Linked DNA regions of Mus musculus: regions 1, 2, 3, 4, 5 and 6 are each linked to region 7. A link is a contact called in public ChIA-PET, HiChIP or PLAC-seq and promoter capture Hi-C data. All regions are on one chromosome and are shown on one strand. Each heading gives the region's core, a stretch centred on a gene start, on an enhancer-like site or on the middle of the called end of the contact. The rest is flanking DNA. Distances are from core to core; before and after follow the strand shown.

The links. Promoter capture Hi-C pulls out the DNA fragments that hold promoters and counts their contacts. ChIA-PET counts read pairs in DNA pulled down with a chosen protein or histone mark. HiChIP or PLAC-seq counts read pairs in DNA pulled down with a chosen protein or histone mark.
Region 1: a contact with region 7 is called in a promoter capture Hi-C map of pre-B cells, with 5 times the contacts expected there. The contact joins the promoter of Sun2 here to the promoter of Mief1 in region 7. A contact is called at or near these places in 13 of 39 promoter capture datasets (the 3T3-L1 cell line, 3T3-L1-derived adipocytes, embryonic stem cells and 8 more), 4 of 484 Hi-C or Micro-C datasets (embryonic stem cells and palatal mesenchyme) and 6 of 115 datasets of contacts at active chromatin or transcription factors (T-cell acute lymphoblastic leukemia, astrocytes, embryonic forebrain and 3 more).
Region 2: an H3K27ac HiChIP or PLAC-seq map of epiblast stem cells shows a contact between it and region 7, with 3 times the contacts expected there. The contact joins the promoter of Nptxr here to the promoter of Mief1 in region 7. A contact is called at or near these places in 1 of 39 promoter capture datasets (3T3-L1-derived adipocytes), 3 of 115 datasets of contacts at active chromatin or transcription factors (embryonic hindbrain, epiblast stem cells and large pre-B cells) and 2 of 9 other capture datasets (liver and pancreatic islet).
Region 3: a FOXA1 HiChIP or PLAC-seq map of pancreatic cancer cells shows a contact between it and region 7. The contact joins the promoter of Fam83f here to the promoter of Mief1 in region 7. A contact is called at or near these places in 4 of 39 promoter capture datasets (the SN4741 cell line, cranial neural crest, embryonic stem cells and 1 more), 1 of 15 datasets of contacts at CTCF or cohesin (large pre-B cells), 1 of 484 Hi-C or Micro-C datasets (bone marrow-derived macrophages), 11 of 115 datasets of contacts at active chromatin or transcription factors (T-cell acute lymphoblastic leukemia, bone marrow-derived macrophages, embryonic basal ganglia and 7 more) and 2 of 9 other capture datasets (adipose tissue and liver).
Region 4: a contact with region 7 is called in an H3K4me3 HiChIP or PLAC-seq map of bone marrow-derived macrophages, with 5 times the contacts expected there. The contact joins the enhancer-like site here to the promoter of Mief1 in region 7. A contact is called at or near these places in 1 of 484 Hi-C or Micro-C datasets (pre-B cells), 7 of 115 datasets of contacts at active chromatin or transcription factors (acute myeloid leukemia, bone marrow-derived macrophages, effector CD8 T cells and 4 more) and 2 of 9 other capture datasets (liver and pancreatic islet).
Region 5: an RNA polymerase II ChIA-PET map of effector CD8 T cells shows a contact between it and region 7, with 6 read pairs. The contact joins the enhancer-like site here to the promoter of Mief1 in region 7. A contact is called at or near these places in 1 of 39 promoter capture datasets (embryonic stem cells), 4 of 115 datasets of contacts at active chromatin or transcription factors (acute myeloid leukemia, bone marrow-derived macrophages, effector CD8 T cells and 1 more) and 1 of 9 other capture datasets (adipose tissue).
Region 6: a contact with region 7 is called in an HNF4G HiChIP or PLAC-seq map of pancreatic cancer cells. The contact joins the promoter of Dnal4 here to the promoter of Mief1 in region 7. A contact is called at or near these places in 7 of 39 promoter capture datasets (the 3T3-L1 cell line, 3T3-L1-derived adipocytes, frontonasal cranial neural crest and 3 more), 1 of 484 Hi-C or Micro-C datasets (embryonic stem cells), 4 of 115 datasets of contacts at active chromatin or transcription factors (acute myeloid leukemia, astrocytes, pancreatic cancer cells and 1 more) and 2 of 9 other capture datasets (liver and pancreatic islet).

The regions. Positions count from the first base shown.
Region 1 is chr15:79,741,229-79,743,928 of GRCm38.p6, reverse strand. Sun2 (Sad1 and UNC84 domain containing 2) reads left to right here and starts at 1,393. Exons shown (of 18, transcript NM_001205345.1): 1 at 1,393-1,590. Gm16576 (predicted gene 16576) reads right to left here and starts at 1,231. Exons shown (of 4, transcript NR_045069.1): 1 at 1,018-1,231; 2 at 699-846.
Region 2 is chr15:79,803,364-79,806,063 of GRCm38.p6, reverse strand. Nptxr (neuronal pentraxin receptor) reads left to right here and starts at 1,355. Exons shown (of 5, transcript NM_030689.4): 1 at 1,355-2,089. The coding sequence starts at 1,481. The region is part of intron 5 of Npcd (neuronal pentraxin chromo domain); the gene reads left to right.
Region 3 is chr15:80,670,437-80,673,136 of GRCm38.p6, reverse strand. It overlaps Fam83f (family with sequence similarity 83, member F), which reads right to left and starts at 1,290. Exons shown (of 5, transcript NM_145986.2): 1 at 750-1,290. The coding sequence starts at 1,220.
Region 4 is chr15:80,637,990-80,640,689 of GRCm38.p6, reverse strand. It overlaps Grap2 (GRB2-related adaptor protein 2), which reads right to left. Exons shown (of 8, transcript NM_001289442.1): 4 at 2,126-2,245. Among named protein-coding and RNA genes, the nearest start is that of Mir6957, 6.7 kb to the left of the region's middle. Within about 2 kb of position 1,444, at least 80 of the 459 cell types and tissues checked have an H3K27ac peak or open chromatin away from gene starts, as enhancers often do. A contact at or near this core is called in acute myeloid leukemia, bone marrow-derived macrophages, effector CD8 T cells and 1 more, where this site is marked.
Region 5 is chr15:80,741,772-80,744,471 of GRCm38.p6, reverse strand. The region is part of intron 1 of Tnrc6b (trinucleotide repeat containing 6b); the gene reads right to left. Among named protein-coding and RNA genes, the nearest start is that of Tnrc6b, 32 kb to the right of the region's middle. Within about 2 kb of position 1,406, at least 108 of the 459 cell types and tissues checked have an H3K27ac peak or open chromatin away from gene starts, as enhancers often do. A contact at or near this core is called in acute myeloid leukemia, adipose tissue, effector CD8 T cells and 1 more, where this site is marked.
Region 6 is chr15:79,773,157-79,775,856 of GRCm38.p6, reverse strand. It overlaps Dnal4 (dynein, axonemal, light chain 4), which reads left to right and starts at 1,390. Exons shown (of 4, transcript NM_017470.2): 1 at 1,390-1,498. It overlaps Gm30977 (a long non-coding RNA gene), which reads right to left and starts at 1,329. Exons shown (of 4, transcript XR_875488.3): 1 at 1,071-1,329.
Region 7 is chr15:80,232,659-80,235,358 of GRCm38.p6, reverse strand. It overlaps Mief1 (mitochondrial elongation factor 1), which reads right to left and starts at 1,279. Exons shown (of 6, transcript NM_178719.5): 1 at 1,178-1,279.

The DNA of each region.
Region 1 (2,700 bases), core at 144-2,643, 490 kb after region 7:
ATGTGGCCCTACTCTTGAGGTCAAGGTTGTTCCCCTCTGTAATCTTATCTAATAAAAATAAATTAAATAAAATAAAGTTAAAAAAAGAAGAAGGAAAAGGAGAAGAAGAAGAAGATAGTTAGCATAATTGTCCAAAGATACTGTAAGGGTAGACAGCATCTCATTTCCAGATGGGACAATGGAGGTCTAGAAAGGGGATCTGGTTTTATTTGGCAGTGGAACCAATCCAAAATGAGGGTGTGTGTATTTCCTCAGTTTCCTACTGCCTTTGGATACCAGCTTTTTTTTTTTTTTTTTTTTTTCTTTTCGAGACAGGCTTTCTCTGTATAGCCCTGGCTGTCCTGGAACTCACTCTGTAGACCAGGCTGGCCTCAAACTCAGAAATCTGCCTGCCTCTGCCTCCCCAGTGCTGGGATTAAAGGCGTGAACCACCACTGTCTTTCTTGTCCCAGTTCCCCCCACCCCCTTGGCATTTTAAAGTGAAGGACACCGGATCTCATCATCCTTAGAAGATATTGAACAGAAGTGGTTTATCCCCAGTCGCACTCCTTTATCTTCTGGGGGCGGGGTGTGTGTGTGTTTGAGAGAGAGAGAGAGAGAGAGAGAGAGATGGGGTGGTGGTGGGAGGGGACAGGTCCGTGGAGTCAGGAACTCATCCCAGGGGGAGGAAAGTAGGAGAACCGTGTTGCCAGCCCTACCTTCTCTTGCAACCAGCTGTGGATGGAGCCTTCTTTAAAACAGAAAAGCTGCTGTCAAACTTGGGGTTTCTGACTGGACATGGTGGTGCACTCTTATCTCAGCACCTGGGAGGCAGAGGGGTAGGTGGATCTCCGTGACAGTAAAATCCTGTCTTGGAAAAACAAAAACAACAACAAAAATAGGTGGTGCGGGAAGATGGGTATCCTGCCCACCTTGGAATTTAAAATTCAACCTTAAAATTAAATAGTATTAATCTTCTAGACTCAACTTCCCCTCTGGGTGGGTTCTTTATAAGAAACAAAAAAAACTTCCACGGACCTGTTTCCCTCGTCTTTAAAATGGGCAGACACGGCTGACGCTGGTAAGCGTCCAAACCACCCGCGCGGGGCCGCGTCAGGACCCTATCCTGGGGCCAATTTCATGACACCCTGTGTGCTCCCGCACCTAAAGCCTTTAGAGCTCCGGCGCCGCGCGCGCGTGGGCACGGATGCGCGAGGGAACGCTCGGGTCCCACAGCCTGGAGGTCGTACTCGCCCCCGCCTCCCACGCGCGGACTACAGGGCCCACGCGGAGGGCGGGCCGAGCCGGAGCCTTTGTGTTCAAATCAACCAATGGGCGGCGGCAGAGGGCGGGGCGGGCCGGCTGGGCCCGGCCAATGACTTGTGGGCTGTCAGCGTTGATTGACAGGCGCACACATACACACTCGGCCACGCGCGCACCGCCCTGCCCCACTCGCGCAGCGCGGTCCTCTGCCGGCCGCATTGTCCGCTCACCGACCCCGCGCCGTCCCGCGTCTCCGCTCCGCGCGCGTTTCAGCCCCAGCCCCGGGCCCGGCCCGGCCCAGTGCGCGGCGCCGCCCGGGGGACTCCGACGCGGGAAGAACCACGCAAGGTAAAGAAGGGATTGGGCCCGCCTCCCCACGGCCCCGCGCCCGCCTGACCCGGGTCGCCGTCCGGCCAAAGCGCGGGCCTGCGCCTCCCTGTCCGGCCAGGCCGGGCCACTCCAGCCCCTGCGCGACGCACGCCCCGGGACACTCGCGGGCCGGCGCCCTGACGCATCGCGGTCACGGGGAGGGCGCTGTCCCCAGGCGGGACTTCCCCAGCAGCCTCCGGGGAGGAGGGCAGCCAAGACCCAGCCGCCCCAAACCGGACCAGGGCTGTGCCACAGGCCGAGTCCTGGCACTGGAAGTTCTCAGCCTGCGCCACCGCTGCCTGTCACAGTTATGGGGTACGGGGGAGGGCCCTTTTAGCTCAGTTCCAAAACAGCCAAACCCAACCAAAACAAAACAAAGCCAGCGCGCTCCGGGGTGTGACTTAGAGCCAGGACAGAGGGTGAGCGCCTGGAGCACTTTTTTGTGTCCCAGGGGAAATGGAGTGGAAATGTCACGTATAATATTCCCCAGGATAGGGGAATCTTCGGGACCAAGGCTCTGCAGTAGGAAAGTATGTTTTATTTGAGGGTTTTGTAACTAATGGCGGGATGGAGGAGTGTCTATCTCAGCGGCTCCCCACGGTAGACCTTTGTCATCTTGTGTAATCTGGATGGCCGCTGTGGCAAACTATTTTGTGACAACAGGATGAATATGAAAGATAAAGATAAGGTCCACACCGCTCTGGGAGTGCTGGGAGGTGGCACACGGGGCAGTGTTCGGTGCCCCACCTCTCCACCTACTCAGAACGTTTAGATTCTTGCAACAGCGGCGTGGGCACTGTATAAACATGTTACACTCTTTTCCCCCCTGGCAAAGGCTTCATGTGCTACAGCGGGGCAGGGGTTAAGAGGTGGAGCATATGGGCATCTGGAGCTGTCAGGTGGGGGTGGCAGTCATGGGGGGAACTACCTTATAAGGACTGGAATACAACCCAGGACCAAGGCAACTTCCTGCTTTGGCTACTACCACTTGGTCCCTTTACCAACACCAGTCGAAGAGAGTGAGAGATGCCAGATGGGCATCCCACCTGGGAAGATGCCAGTTAGCCCAGACAGGAGGCTACTTGTCTT
Region 2 (2,700 bases), core at 106-2,605, 430 kb after region 7:
GGGGTCTCAGGTTATTAATTGTCATCAACGCAGCTCTGGGTGCTCATGATGAGCAGAGCCCGCATTGTGCCTCTCACTAGCATATCTGGACAACAATCCCTGACTCTAGGGTGTGGGTGAGCAGAGGTGACATAACCCCCAGCCTGGAAAATGAAGGGAGTCAGAACGGATGCTCATGGACCTCCAATGGGGTGCCAGTGACCAGGCAAGGTCCCCCAGGATTCTGGAGGTTGCTGCCTCCTCAGAAAGGTCCTGGTCCCCAGTCATGTCCACGTTGGTAGCTGTGGGGAGTCAGAGACTTTTGAGATGGTCAAGACTTGGCTCAGGACTTAGTGAGCCATTACCAGGCTGCAGCGTGAACCTTCATGGCCTCCAGGGGTTCTTCCAGCTCAGGAATCCATCCCAGGCAGAGACAGCCTGCAGAACAGCAGGGCTGAAGCCGGACTGGAAAGGGTGGGAAGATTTTTAACGTTTTTCATTGCAAAGTTAATTTTCAACAGAATATATATAGAGGCATTTTAGGCACGATAAAGTAAAACCTACACACATAGCCCACTCCTGCCTGGTCTTGGCGCCCACCAGCTTGCATCCCACCTGCCATTCTGACAGAGGCTGCAGCGAGCTAGGGGATTATCCTCTGGCAACTTTGATGCTTGCAGACCTAAGGGCTCAGATGGGGTGCTTGGAGCAGAGCGAACCTGCTCTTCTGGAAAGAGGAGGTAGCAGGTGACACTCAGGTGACCACAGCAGAAACAGATTAGGCCTCCTCACCCTCGACTGCTGTCTCTTTGATCGCTAGCTTTCACCTTAGTAGTCCTGTCCAGGCAGATGTGGCTCACCTCAATGCTGCTTCAAATGCATTCTAGCTGTGACCTTGGGCTGCCACTTGGCCTCAGTTTCAGAGGGTCTCAGTTTCCTCTTTGTTATCAGGAGCATGTTCAGGCTGAGGCTTAACTACAACGGAGCCGGCATCACGCTGAGCCCAGGGCCCTCAGTTTCCTCATTTGTATCTTGAACGTGTTCAGACTGGTGTTAACTGCAACCGAGGCTGCAGCGTGCTGAGGCCAGAGCCCCGCAGGGACACAGCTATGGGCATTCCGGGGGGCGGGAGGACCCGGAGAGGACCAGAGGCCAGGACGCAGGGTCGCCTTAGAACCCAGCCGCCACGTAGCCATCCAGTCACCTCCTTCTGAGTGAGATGAAGCCCTGGGCGTGGCGCACGCAGTCGGGCTCCCGGCACGGAACGGGTGCGGGGCTGGGCTTCGGCCGGCCCCGGGGGAGCGAGTGGGGCGGGGCCGCCGCGCCCGCCTTCTCCTCCTCCTCCCGCCGCGCGGGCTCAGAGCGGCGGCAGTAGCGGCCGCGGCGACAGCTCCGGCTCCCACTCCGGCTCCCGTTCCGGCTCCCGCGCTCCCGGGCCCTGCGCCCCGACCCCCGCCGCCGCGCCTGCCGGGGGCCTCGCGCGCCCCCTCCGCGCCTCACGCTGAAGTTCCTGGCCGTGCTGCTGGCCGCGGGCATGCTGGCGTTCCTCGGTGCCGTCATCTGCATCATCGCCAGCGTGCCCCTGGCGGCCAGCCCCGCTCGCGCGCTGCCCGGCGGCACCGACAACGCCTCGGCCGCCTCGGCCGCCGGTGGCTCGGGTCCGCAGCGCAGCCTGAGCGCCCTGCACAGCGCAGGCGGCTCGGCCGGGCCCTCGGTGTTGCCCGGGGAGCCCGCGGCCAGCGTCTTCCCGCCGCCGCCCGTGCCGCTGCTCAGTCGCTTCCTCTGTACGCCGCTGGCCGCCGCCTGCCCGTCGGGGGCCGAGCAGGGGGACGCGGCAGGCGAGCGCGCAGAGCTGTTGCTGCTGCAGAGCACCGCGGAGCAGCTGCGCCAGACGGCGCTGCAGCAGGAGGCGCGCATCCGCGCAGACCGGGACACCATCCGCGAGCTCACCGGCAAGCTGGGCCGCTGTGAGAGCGGCCTGCCGCGCGGCCTCCAGGACGCCGGGCCCCGCCGCGACACCATGGCCGACGGCGCCTGGGACTCACCTGCGCTGCTGCTGGAGCTGGAGGACGCGGTGCGCGCGCTGCGAGACCGCATCGAGCGCATCGAGGTGAGTGGTGCGCCGTCGGGGGACACGGGGTGGAGGGGCCCTGCTCAGCCTGCGGCGCGGGGGTCCCGGGTCCCTGGAGCTGCGGTCGGGTCACCTGAAGCATGCCCCTGGCAGGCACCATGGAAGTGTTCTGGTCCGAATCGCCGGTGGGAACCTGGCACGGTGATCGGGGCACGAGAATGGGAGAACGGCGTCCACTTGTAGTGAAAATTGATTGAGATGCAGGTGTGGGGATGTTTGGCACATGGTCTCCTTAGATGCTCTCCTCGGGAACCTAGAGCAGCTCCCACCCCGTACTCACTACCTTTAGGAGTACCGTTAGCTGTCTTGGCAAGCCCAAGAGTGCCTCATTAGCACCAACCTGCACGCCTGCATCACCTCTCATCCCCGGGCCACGCCCAGCTTTATGTACCTGAAGCTCTGAACTCTTGGGGTAAATCAGCGGATGACTCCTCAATAGGGGTGTACTTAGCTCCCTCCGCCTCCTTTTCCAGGTCAGATACAAGGAGTCCCCGGGGAGTAGGGACCCTTCTCGGGTTTGTGTGTGATGCTAAGGCATTGACTGATTATGCCTATGGTCCCTTTCCTCTCTGTTACAAATTCCCAGTCTG
Region 3 (2,700 bases), core at 41-2,540, 440 kb before region 7:
GAAACTACCCAAGTACCCAAGGGCACAGAGGAAAAGATTAGTCTTTCACCTACCCCACAGCCAGCTGTCCAACTGGTATTCTAACCAGGCTCCTTGGAAACATCTCTCAACACCCAAGCAGAGCAGATGGGCAAAGTAGGAGCCTCTTCCTGAGCTTGGTCCAGTGCTTTGTGGGAGCACCCAACACTGGGCCAAGCCACTGCTAGAGCTTAAAATAGCGTTCCTCATTCATTTGAGCCTGCTTGGGCTCTAGTGCCAAGCCCAGGAGAGGATGATAATGGGAAAGTCGGGTTGTTTGGGGGAGAAAGGCTCCTAAGAAAAGCTCATCTGGCCCAGAGGGGAAGGGAGGCTATTACCAACTTCATGCGATTGTGAAGATCAAATAGGGAAACGGCCGAGGATACGCCTTGTAAATAAATCCCTGGTGATAGTTCATGATCAAGCCCTTTGAGTGGCTAGTTTAGCACAGGGCCTCACAACTGTCACACTGCCCAAGGAAGATGGATGGTGACAGAGGTATACCAACACAAGGCTAGCGCACCTAGACACTGTAGTAAGAAAAACCAGTGCTTTGCCACGAACTTACACATCCATCTTTCAAAAGGTCTCATCACAGCTGCACAAGGTGAGCGCCAGCGGGGGTCCATTTCCCAGAGGATGGTGAGAGTGGCCCGCAAGTGAGACCAGGCAGGGGAGTGTGTGTGTGTGTGGGGGGTCCCTCTGGTGCAGGACTGGGGCCCGAGGCCTACCTTCTGGGCCTGCTGGATCATCTGCCTGACCACCTGCTTCAGGTGCGGTGCCTTCTCTTCTTTGGGCGGGTGGGTGAAGAGCGTGACTCGGCTCACACCGCGGTAGAAGTTGGTGTCTGTCCACCCCAGGTCCAGTGGGGGCACTTCGGTGTCCGAGCGGTCTGGCCAGTAGGCCAGGGACTCAGTGGGCTGGGCCGGGACCTTGGCCTTGGCCTTAGCCTTGGCACGGGTGCTGGAGACTGCCTCCTCGTAGGGGCTCCAGGCGGCGCAGAGGGCCTGGCGCTCCTGGCTGGAGAGGAAGTCCCGCAGCCGCTCCTTCTTGACCAGTTCGCGGTAGGCCTGCTCGCCTCCACCCAGCAGCGCCTCCAGCGCGGCCCGCCGCCTCTCGCAGTAGTAGAAAGCTGCATGTGCCTCGGTCACCCTCTCGTTCACGTGCGCCTCGTCCAGGCAGCTCAGTTGGGACTCGGCCATGGCGCCCCAGCCCTGTCCCGGGGCCCCAGGCTCGGACCCTGCTGTCCCCACCGCCGCACCTGGAGCGCTCGAGGGGCGGGGCGCCTCACCTGGCCGCGAGGTCCGCCTCGGCCCGCCCAGCGATCGCCAGTCGGCCAATCGGCGCGGGCCCCGGTGCGGGCGCGGCCGTCGGGCGGAGAGGGACCGCCGCCTCTGCAGGGCTTGCGGGGACCTCACGGGCGGCTCAGCCGACGCCCTGCGTCTCTGGCCTACTTAGCCCGGCTGGGGTGCAGAGTGTCGGCGTGGAAGTGAAAGCCCGGCTGTGGTCAGAGGCACGTGCGGCCTTTGAGTCACGCCCGCCTCCCAGCTGCGACCCATCAGTGCAGGGAAGGTCGGCGACCTGACCCCTTTACGCCTCCAGCACCCTCGGGACTCAGCCCCGCGGGTACAGCCTCATCTTCCCGCAGGCAGGGCCCAGAGCACGTGTTCTAGTCCGGACGCCTGCGGAATTTAGTAGCATCCTGACCCACTCCGGCCTTCAGGGTCCAAGTGTGTGTGCTGTTGGGCTAGATCGTCGGACTGTGTAGGGGGCAGTCTGTGTGGGAAAGCAAAGATGCTAATGAAATCCCTAGTTCTCCCGCCCACGCGTCCCAGTTCTGAGATCAGAGGCCTCCAGGGGCTGTCAATTCAACACCAACACCGTCACTACAAAATTTTTTTCTCCTAAAAGAATCACCCAAATAGCAAAGATGTAAGCAGGAGGCAGTGGATTTGCCCCTCATTTTAATTTGAAGTGGTGTGTGCGTGTGTTTGGGCCTGATAGGCTGCCAGAGGCCTGATTACTATATTAGCGATTCAAAATACATGTTTGAGCCCAAGGAAGGAAGCTGAGCACAGACACGCGCGTGCACACCACCACCATCACCACCAGAGGATCTGCTGTTTCCCATTGGATTAAATACAATCTTCTTAGTCATTAACATATTATTTTGTTCGTGTGCTGCTGTACAATTTTGATTCTCCACATTCAAAATATTTTCAGATCATAGCAACCAAAGGTTCACATTTCTCTCATTTTGTAGCACAGCGACTTGGAGCTGGAAGGAGCTTTAGAAATGAGTCCAACCCCCTCATTTCACAAACGAGGAAATTGAGGCCTAGAAATAAATGCTTTTCTATATCTCCCGAGAAAGGAGCGGCTAAGCAAAGGAACTGCTATGCTCTCTGCGGTGAGGGAGGTCCTTTCCCAACATGTGGCCTCCTTTGCTTGTTCTTATAAAGAAACAGAGGTTATTGGGGTTATTAGGGGTGTGTATGAAGGAGTCAATAGGCATCTCTCTCTCTCTCTCTCTCCCTCTCTCTCTCTCCTTCCTTCTATCTCTCTCTCACTCCTTCCTTCTCTCTCTCTCTCTCACTCCTTCTCTCTCACTCCTTCCTTCTCTCTCTCTCTCTCTCTCTCTCTCTCACTCCTTCCTTCTCTCTCTCTCTCTCTCTCTCTCCC
Region 4 (2,700 bases), core at 195-2,694, 410 kb before region 7:
TGCTTGGTGCAGCTTGAGACCAAGGCCCTTAAAAACAAGTTTGATTGGGGCTGGAGAGTTGGTTTGGTGGTTAAGAGTACAGGATGCTCTTCCAGAGACCTGGGGTTGGATTCCCAGCATCCAGTTTCAGGAAATCAATCGCCCCCTTCTGCCTTCCACATGCACTTCATATACACGGTATGCAGACATACATGCAAAATCCATACACACAAAATTTTACCAAAAAAAAATAGGGTTGGTTGGCTTATTTATAGACCAAATTTTCTCTAATGAAGATCCAAGGAGTTTAGACTTTGGGATATTAATATTGGCTTGAGCTAATATTTAGGACTGCCCGACATATGAAATTTTAGTTAAGGAGAATTAGGAGCATAGACCTAGTGACAAGTCTCTGTGGGTGTGATGGTTTGAATAAGAATGGTCCCCATAGGCTCATGTATTTAAATGCTTAGTCACCAGTGAATGGCACTACTTGAAAGGATTAAGAGGTGTGGTCTTGTTGGAGGAAGTGTGCCACTTGGGGTGCCTCTCCTTCCTTCTTCTCCACCTCTTTCTCTCTCTTGGCCCACAGAGCAGGATGTAGCTCTCAACTACTTCTCCAGCACCATGTCTGCCTGCTCGCTGCCAGGCTTCCTGTCATGATAATGGACTCACTCTGAAACTGGAAGCCACCCCCCAATGACATGCTTTTGTTAATGAGAGTTGCCTGGTTGTGGTATCTTTTCACAACAACAGATCAGTGACTGAGACAGTGGGTAAAGGTGTCGTCCACCAAGCTTGATTCCCCAAGTTCAGTCTCGGGGACCCATGTGGTAGAAGGAGAGCCTCAATTCCTTAAATATATCTTCTGACCTCCACATGTGCAAATATGTGCCCCAGCTACCACATATGTCACACACACACACACACACACACACACACACACACACACACACACACATTCACTTACACACATACAATATATATATATATATATATATATATATATATATTCTTTTTGTTTTAGCAAGATGTCAAAGTTGATGACATTAAGGAGACAATGTGACAAGGTTGTGACATTAAGTACACTCTGAGGTGAACAAGCCTAGAGACAACTGGCCCATTAGTCCTTCCTGCCTATGCTTTAAAAGTTCCTCTCTCTCTCTAAACAAAGCAGCCAGTTTATCACCAGAGATTAGATTCTCAATAGAAGCAATAAAGCCTCACACCTTTAGAAACCTATCAACTAAGGCGGGGTAGCATTGCCTGTCAATTCACCGGGCAGGGGTGTGAGTTCTGTGTAGGCTCTGGCCTCCTCTGCTAAGAGCTGCATTTCTTGCATTACGTGGTCAAGTCTCTGACTTGCAGTCTTTGACATGCTGACCACACACACTGCCCGCAGAGCTGGGGTTTCTCAGCTTAGGTCTGTGTCACATCCTTGCCTGGACTGAGTCACTTCCTGTAAGGTGCAGCGGTGCAAGGGTTACGGTGTCAAAGTTCTCTCTGATCCCCCTCACCGGGGGCCTCCCTCATCTCTGTTCTGCTCTTTTCGATTTGGCTTTGGCTTTGCCGTGACCCTGCTGGGGGAAAGCAGCCTCGCTCTGGGTCCAGCAGCAGCGTGGGATTTCTGCTCTCCTCTGGCCTTTCTTCAGCCATCTACTGACAGAAACAGACAAGGTTAAGAGATAGCCAAGTGGGAGGTCCTTTCCTTCTTCCTCTCCTACTTCCATAGATGCTTCTTGTGTCTGGCGCTGTCCAGAGCACACATACAAAACATATCAACTTGCTTTCTGAAAATATTTGGGCAGGACAGGGAAACAGATAAATACACACTTGTTTCTTTTTTTCTCTTCAACTTGTTCTTAATATGTAGCCTTGGCTATCCTGGAATTCACTATGTAAACCAGGCCAGCCTTGAACTTACAGAGATCAGCCTTGGCTCTGCCTCTTGAATGCTGGAATTAAAGATATGTATGACCACTACACAGGTCATTTTGAACAGAAATCAGGATGTGGAGGAGCTGAGGAGACATGTTCTGGGGAAGAAATAGTCCAGTAGTTAAAGAGATGCCACCATGTTTCTGACCAGTGGCTGATCTGGCTTCAGCAGGCTGAGAAGGATCAAGGCGGGTTTAGTTGTCAGTACCTGACAGAGATGGAGAAGTCTCCTGGGGAACTCTGGCTGGCCCTGATGATGAAGAATCCAATGTCCTTGCCCATGAGTAAGTTTTCTGCTTGATGTCGAGAGAGGCCTTCATGGAACCACCTATTGCAAGACAGGGTAAAAAGAGTTCTTTGAGACACGTGATGGTGGTGCGGAGGGAGAAGGGACATGGAAAAGAGGTGACTTGAGGGAGGAGGCCAGGGACGGTGAGTCAGGGTTTGGGGCATGCATTCTAAAGATTTATTTATTTATTTATTTATTTAATGTATAAGAGTACACACCATAGCAGTATAGATGGTTGTGAGCCTTCATCTGGTTGTTGGGAATTGAATTTAGGACCTCTGCTTGCTCCGGACAACCCCACTTACTCCAGTCTTGGCCCCGTTCACTTAGTCCCTTCTTGCTCCAGCCCAAAGATTTATTTATTATAATAAATAAGTACACTATCACTGTCTTCAGATGCACCAGAAGAGGGTGTCAGATCTCATTATGGATGGTTGTGAGCCACCATGTGGTTCCTGGGATTTGAACTCAGGACCTTCGGAAGAGCAGTCAAT
Region 5 (2,700 bases), core at 157-2,656, 510 kb before region 7:
CACAGAAAAAAAGCCCTTGATCACTCAGTCTCTTCCCTCACGACCCTCCTTAGTTCTCCCTGCTGTCACCAGCATTTCTCTAGTATCATCTTGGAATGCAGACTGTTAAGGAATATACTATACTCCAACATTGTACAAGCAACAAACAAAAAACAGCCAAATAAAACCACCAAAACAACAGCAAAAGGCAACAGCACACATTTCTGTAACTACATATTTGCTTGGTTTATTTTCTGAGATAGGGTTTCGCATGACTCAGTCTGGCCTGCTCTCCATCAGGGACCTTCAGTTTCTGATCCTCTTGCTTCTAACCTCCCAGTTGCTGGGGACTGAACCCAGGACTTCATTTTTGTTTTTGTTTTCCGAAACAAGAGTTTTTCTGTGTAGCCCTGGCTGTCCTGGAAGTTTTTTTCTTTTAATTTGAGTGAGGGTGTCACTATATAATCTAGGCTGGCCTTGAATTTGTGGTCTTCCTGCCTCAACTTCCTAACGCAGCTTGCATTTGTAGTTCCAATGTCCCTATCTTTTGTTCACAAATGTAACTACCACCTCTGTGCTGACGATCCCCAAAGCCAGTGCTGAGCGTTCTTACCAGCCAGAATCAGATGCATTGCTGCCTACGCCAACAGCCTTTGCTACCTCCTGTGCCACCGGTGCCTAAGACTCAGTGCAACTACAACTCAAACATCCTGTCCCCAACAGGTGTTTCCCCTCTACCTCATCCGAAACAACATCACCCCCTCAGATCAGAAATCTGACATCATCAGCTCCTTCCTAGCACCAAAGCCTATCAATTCTAATCAGTGTGTTCTTCTTACATATGTCTGCTGCCACCGACTTTGACTTCATCCATTTTAACTAGTTTCACTAGTTTTTAGAATTTGGTTTTCTTAGCCTCAATACCCACTACCTTTAACATAAGAATGATATTTAGAAAGTACAAACTCTTGAGTAAGAAAATATAATCTCTACTCCATGCTATACCTGGCCTAGTACCTGCTGAGTTCTCCTGTTTTATCTTACAAAGCTACACTGTATTCAATTTCCCTAGAGCACCCACAGTGGTTTCATGTGCCTTTGTGCAAGCTATTTCCTCTTAGAAGTACCCACAGGCCAAACTTCTCAACTTGAAGACAGACGCAGGTTAGGCAATCTTTTCTGTGAAATCCCTGACACCATCTTACCTCACAGGCAATCTCAATGTGTCCTCCTTCTGAGCTAGTAAACTGTACATGCACTCCTCCCCAGGCTTCCTTCTGTGTGGACTACTGCTTATAAGCTCTCTGAGGTCTGGCATGTGTTACACTTTCAATAAGAATGTCCCCATAGGCTCATAGATCTGAATGCTTAGTCATCAGGGAGTGGCATTGCTTGAGAAAGATTAGAAGGTGTGGCCTTGTAGATGTGTCACCTGGAGACAGGCGGGCTTTGAAGTTTCAAAGGTCGCAGTCAGGTCCATGCCTCTAGATCAGGATGTAGGTAGACCTCTCAGTTACTTTTCCAGCACCACGTCTGCCTGTGTGCCACCATGCTCCTTGACATGATGACAATGGGACAAACTTCTGAATCTGTAAGCAAGCCCCACCTAAATGCTTTATTTTGTCAGCCTTGGTTGTGGTTGGTGTCTCTTCACAGCAATAGGACAGTAACTAAGAGAGTCTGCATCAGAGGGATCACTTAATACTTCATTAGTATTATTAAATACAGAGTCTGCCCAAGAGACATTCTCAATAAATCCTTATGTGATCGACACACATTTTTAAGGAAAAATAAACTCAACTCAATACAATATTCTGACTTAACTCATGTAAGGATTCTACTCACACATCTCTTTAAAAACAAACAAACAAAAAACAAAAAAAACAAAAAAAACCCCTATAGTATATCAGGGCAGCATGCTATCCCCATGGAACTTACAGTAGTAGAGGGCACCTTGGGACTGGTACAGAAGAAGCCTAGAACCTGCTATGTAAAACAAGCTGTTCTAGACCCACAAAGATCCACCTGCCTCTGCCTCCCACACCTGGCTATAAAACTCTGGCTTTAAAACCTCAGTTTTACTCTACTATCTGGGAAAATCCGGAAAGACTGCTTGGTGTAGGGGACAGTCTCAAGCAGGAATGATGAGAAAAACAGGTATCCCACCTTGGGCTACTAAGCCTGTTTGTTCAATTGTATGTGTTCTAGGCTACCTCCAGGACAGTTGGTCAATTCTTAAGCAAAGGGCTTGAGAAAACAGGACTGCCTTCTGACAACCTAAACACAAGCAACTGTGCTCACCCTCATCATTAATTCTGTTTATTTGAGTTCCTTGAGGCAAGGTTTGCTGCATGCACCAGGCTGACCTTCAAAGTCACATCATTCTCTTGTCATTTGCTTTCCAATGCTGAGATTACAGCAAGAGCCACATCATACAAGGCTCTGTGTGTGCACTTTGTTCAGGATATGTAAGCAATCTACCAGCTGGGCTACATCCTGTTCCCTTGGTTTTGTTTTTTGTTTTTTGAGAGGCAGGTCTCACATAGCCCATATTGGCCTCTAACTCATTGTGATCCTCCTGTCTCAGACTCTGGAGTACCTGGATTATGGGTATATGCCACCGTGCCCAATTGTTGGCAAGTTGTTAAATGTACACTGCCTCTGAGATAAACCAGTGAACTGGACATTGATATGGATGATAACGAGGCAAATAACCATGAA
Region 6 (2,700 bases), core at 141-2,640, 460 kb after region 7:
GAATGAATGGGAGGCGAGAAAGAGAGGATGGCAAACAAGGACCCCTTTGGGGGAGTCGTTTGTGTAAGTGACAGAAGTGAGAGCGTCATCCCCCTCAAAGGCTGCCCTTCATCTCCTGGAGAAAGTTGGAAAAGAGGATTAAGGAAATTTGAAGGCTGAGTAAGATTCGCCACAGACAGTCAGAACTTTCCAGGGAGGCTAGCTAGGAACTGTCGTGTGCTGAGCTGAATTCCTGCTGCCAAGTCTCAAACCAAGCCCAATGTGTGTGTTCTGGGTCTGTACACTCAAGCTAGGTTAATCCACTGTCCCAGATCAGACCTTGTTACCACTCTCCCCAAAGCTCTCCAGCAACCAATGACTCTATCTCACCTCACACCAGGGGCCACTTGTGTTTCAAACCTCTCTTTCTTCTGCCCTGCTTCTTTCTTTGTCTTCCCCTCTACTTGACCTACTATGTTGACCCTGCACTCCTACTACGTTGACCCTGCACCCAGGCCTCTTGGAGCTACCGCTGTCCCGCTCCCATTAGCATTCTGGTCATCTTGGGCTCTTCCCGCCTCGTTGTCCCACTTAAAAAGAGCCAGTACCCTGCCAGTCTCTGCTATAGAAGCACGCGGAAACGATTCCATTTCTTCTCATGGCTCTATACCTTCTGAACTGTGCCTTCCGCAGAATCACCAGCTAGTGGGGCTTCATTAATGATTGCATGATACGCATAGAATAAATGTTTAGATTATGGGGCATTCCACTGATCCATTCTTCTTCTTCACCTTCCCCTCAGCAAGAGGCTCTAACACTCTTTGGTCATTTCTTTCCAAGAATCAGAAGCAGGTTCCAGACAACTGCATCTGATGGTACAGGTGTCTCCCAGCCCCTGGGACAAAGCAACCCTGGAGGGTTTGCACAAGGGAAAGATCTGGATTCCTTCTCTGAGGTTATGCCTTGATTCTTTCCTTCAGTCTCTCTAGTTCTACACATTGGCCCAGACGGGATCACGGATGCTGTTAACAGTAAGCACTGTGTTGCGAATCAATGAGACAGTCACTCACTGTAAAGGACTAAAACACTACCTAAGTTCTGGTGGTTATCAGGCTCCTGCGGTCGTCGTAAAATAGCAGATCAGCGTCACGACACCAACAAACTGCATTTGTCATTTTCGATGTCGAAAACTCCCAGGGCAATACAGCTTTAAGAAGTTTGTTCCTCTACAAAGACTACTTCTGCCTGTCCGCAGCTGCTCCGGCAGGCTTAAGACGACTATGAGCGAAGCCCCACCTCCTCGGTCTTTAAGCCACGCCCCTCGCGTAAGCTCCGGCCTCCTAGGCCCCTTCGGAATTAATTGGCACTTCTCTACACCAATAATAAGTGATATTGCTGTCAACGTCCGGTGACGGGACGGGACTTCCGTGATGGTTGCTAAGACACTCTGGCTCGCTCCTTGACAACCCTGGCGGGGGTGCGCTGGCTGTGGCCTCGGCTCCGGCCCCCGCGGGAGCAGGTGAGGGCGCGGAGTGCGGAGGGCAGCGCGGCGGGGAGGGCTGGCCCTGAGGGAGGGCGGGAGGATGCGCGGGGCGGACAAGGCCTGGCCCAACGCTAGGCCCCACCTAGGTCCCCAGCCCGCGGTTCCCGGCCCAGGACCTCCCCTTGTCCCACGTAGGAGACCACGGAGCTTGGCAGTGACATTGCGCACCAGCACCACTTTGCAGGCCGCTCCTCCTCACTCATCTTGGGTCCTGTTTAGCTCCATGCCCTCGCATCCTCCCTGTTTTGACTCCCACTGCACTTTGTCCCCGCACCACCTCGCTGCTGACTGGTGGTCTAAATCGCCTCGTCCCAGATCACTTGGTTTGGAGATTTGGCGATACTCTGGGATTCTAGGCTGACTATTGCCCGACGGGGGGCACTCAGTCTTCCCATCTATAAAGTCGAAATTGGGTTGAATGGTCGCAAAGGCCTTTTGGACTCTGACGTCCTAGCATGATGTTGTGGGACTTAACTGTCAACGCCCCTTAGGATGTGTGTTCTCCTAACCTTTTATGTAATGCAAAGAATTTGGCAAACTTAAGTTGGATTCCCATTGGTAAGAACTACCTAAGATCTCTCTGGGCACCAGTCAGTGCATCTATAAAGCCAATAGTCTGAAGTTCATCTCCTTTGGCAAATGAAGTACAAAGGGTCCAGTCCAGTGTAGACGGTACTTGCTCACTTGTCTTTTTTCTGTGTGTATGTGCGTTCCTGTGTGTGCAGTTACATGTGGAGGCTGGAAGTCAACATTCGGTGTCTTTCACAATCACTCTCCACCTTATTGTCTGAGACAGGGTCTCCCTCTTTGATGCCAGGAGCTCACCACTGGGCTTCATGGCTAATGAGCTTCCAAGGATCCATCCTCTCAGCTGCCTCTCCAATGCTGGGCTCACAGGCATGGCCGCCTCACCCAGCCCTTTACACGGGTGCTGGGATAGAAAACTCTGGTCTTCATACTTTTGTAGCAAGCACTTTATAAACTGACCTCCACCCCCTAATTTCTTCTTTTTGTCTGTTATGACCTCACACTTTCCCTCCTGGGAAGAGCCCAGTGCTTTCCTGCGCAGTATCCCACTCAGTAGCCACTGTCTGCAGATGAACCTCAGGCCTGCTGTCTGGCTCTGCTCTTCCCCTGTGGCTAGGAATTCTTGGGGTACAGGAGTGAGGAAACTGAAA
Region 7 (2,700 bases), core at 30-2,529:
CAGGATTTATATCTGGATCCTGGTACCACCATATAAGCAGCATCACGCTGATTGGCCTTATTGTTTTAATTACTTTTTTACTTTTTTCTGTATGGGTATTTGCCTGCATGTTTGTCTACATGCCAGTTTGCCTTGAGAGTGTAACACTGTCATATCCTTAGACTGGAGTTATAATATATACAGTTGTGAGCCACCACAGAAGTGCTGGAAATTGAGCCTGGGTCCTCTGAAAAGCAGCCAGTGCTCTTAACCACAGAGACATCACTCTATCTCTTCTTTCTTTCTTTCTTTCTTTCTTTTTATTCTTTCTGTTTTTGCTTTCTTTTGCTTTTGTTTAATTTGGTTTCCTGATGCAGGGCCTCTCTACGGAGCTCTGGCTGTCCTAGAACTCACTCTGTAAAGCAGGCTGCCCTCAAACTCTGAAATCCTCCTGTCTCTGCCTCCTGAGAGCTGAGATGAAAGATGTGTGCCAAGTATGTGACATCATTCCCAAAAGGAAGTGATTTGCCCACTCACCAAAACAATCCAGACCCTAACTCGCTGGAATGAGGTGGGGGCGGGGGGGGGGGGTGTCTTACATGTGTGCACTTCAGGGCGTTCAGCAAACTTTGCCAGCACAGGGCCCAGGGCTCACCAACCTCAAAACTAGGCTGGAAGGAGGAATCCTCCCCATAACCCTATGAGGAAGAAACAGTTGTTGTATGAGCCTGTATGTGTTTCAGGGGTGAAGGGAGTTCCTGGATGAAAAACAAAAAATGATCTGAACTTTGGGCTCCAAGACAGAAGCAGTAGCCTCTGACCTTGCTAACTTCCAGCGCGAACCGGGGCAAGCCACCGCTGTCCCTTTTTCCTCAACTGCAGAACAGCTCCCCTTTGGCCCTGAGGGTCTTCCGGGATGCAAAAGATGCAGAAAAACAACGGAGGGCTGGAAGGAGAACGTCACGCAGGGGCTGGAACGAGGTCGCTGAGTGACTGACTACGGGCTCCGATCGGGGTACAACGCCCAGAGGACGGGAACGCAGACCCCGGGGCCAGGCTGGCTCTGTGGCTTGAGGCAACCGGGTCTTGAGGCGGGGCGGGGCGAAGCTTGGAGGCCCCGGTGGGAGCCGGTAGCCCCCAAACTGGCCCGAGCTCAAACGGGCGATCCCCGGCCGCCCTCATTCGCTCCCTCACTCACCCGCGGACCACGCGCTACCTTTCCTCAGGACTCGCCACTCGCCCAGTACCTCTCTCCGGGTCACCCATCAACATGGCCCCTCTACTTCCGGGGCACGACCTCGCTCGCGGGGCCGACGGAGACGCGACAGGGAGCGCGGAGGCGGGCGGAGGCGGAAGCACTTCCGGTCGGCCCCTCCGTAGCCTCCCTCCGGAGGCGGAGCCCGGAACTTAGTCCAGCGCTGCCCGTCGTGGGGCCCCGCCCACAGACGCAGCCCCGCCTCCTAGGTGACGTTACCTAGCTCCACGGCCCCTCCTCCGAAAGCGTTACTGTGCAGTCTCTGTGTAAACTCAGTGCTGGCTGGGTGTGGCTTAAGGGAGGAGCCGCAAGTCGTCGCCCTCCACCTGCTGCCTACGTCTGGCCTGCGAGAGGCTCTGACCACACTGAATTGATTACTTGACACACTGCATTTTGTCCAACCCAACCTCTCTGTTTGGTAGACTTCAGCATTCCAGTGTTACACTTGGGAAAATCGAGGCCGAGGGAGGCAGGGTCATTTGCACTGAAAGCTGAGCCCTGCAGAGGCTCACAGTGGGTCCAAGCTCAGTATTCCTCCAAAGTGTGTGGCTTTCCATTCTTTTAGGCCGCCCTACTTTGCTTTTTAAAGAAAGAAGTTTGTGACCCAAATAAATCTAGTTTGTGAAATTTCCAGCTAGAAGACCGGGTAACCTATCCCTCGGGACAGTCTCCTAAGTAGACGAGTTTTCCACTCGTAAAGGACAAGGAGACCCTCTGGGGGAGACCTTAGGATTACCCACTCACACACAGAGTCTCGGATGTCAGGATTACCTTTTCCAGATTCACTAACCTTCCCACACTCACCCCACTCCTGCCCCATGCTCCCAGTATAATGGGGGCTAAACATTAAAGTGTCTTCCAGCCCCCACATATCTGTGGTGTTTTGGAGACCAGAGACCAGCCAGCCGAGACACTGATGCAAACCTCAGGGTTCAGCCAGGTTTCACAGAGCATGGGCAATCTGGGATCCTCTGGACTGGGTACAGGACTGGACATAACTATCAACTCACATCATAAGGAAACAGGACCTTATAGGAATTGCAGCTCAAGGGGAACATTCATTTACCCAGGGCACAGGTTCAGGTACAGTAGGCATTTCACTGGTGAATGGATGGACTGTGTCTTAGTCAGGGTTTCTATTCCTGCACAAACATCATGACCAAGAAGCAAGTTGGGGAGGAAAGGGTTTATTTGGCTTACACTTCCATACTGCTGTTCATCACCAAGGAAGTCAGGACTGGAACTCAAGCAGGTCAGGGAGCAGGAGCTGATGCAGAGGCCATGGAGGGATGTTCTGTACTAGCTTGCCTCCCCTGGCTTGCTCAGCCCGCTTTCTTATAGAACCAAGACTACCAGCCCTGAGATGGTCCCACCCACAAGGGCCTTTCCCCCTTGATCACTAATTGAGAAAATGCCTTACAGTTGGATCTCATGGAGGCATTTCCTCAACTGAAGCTCCTTTCTCT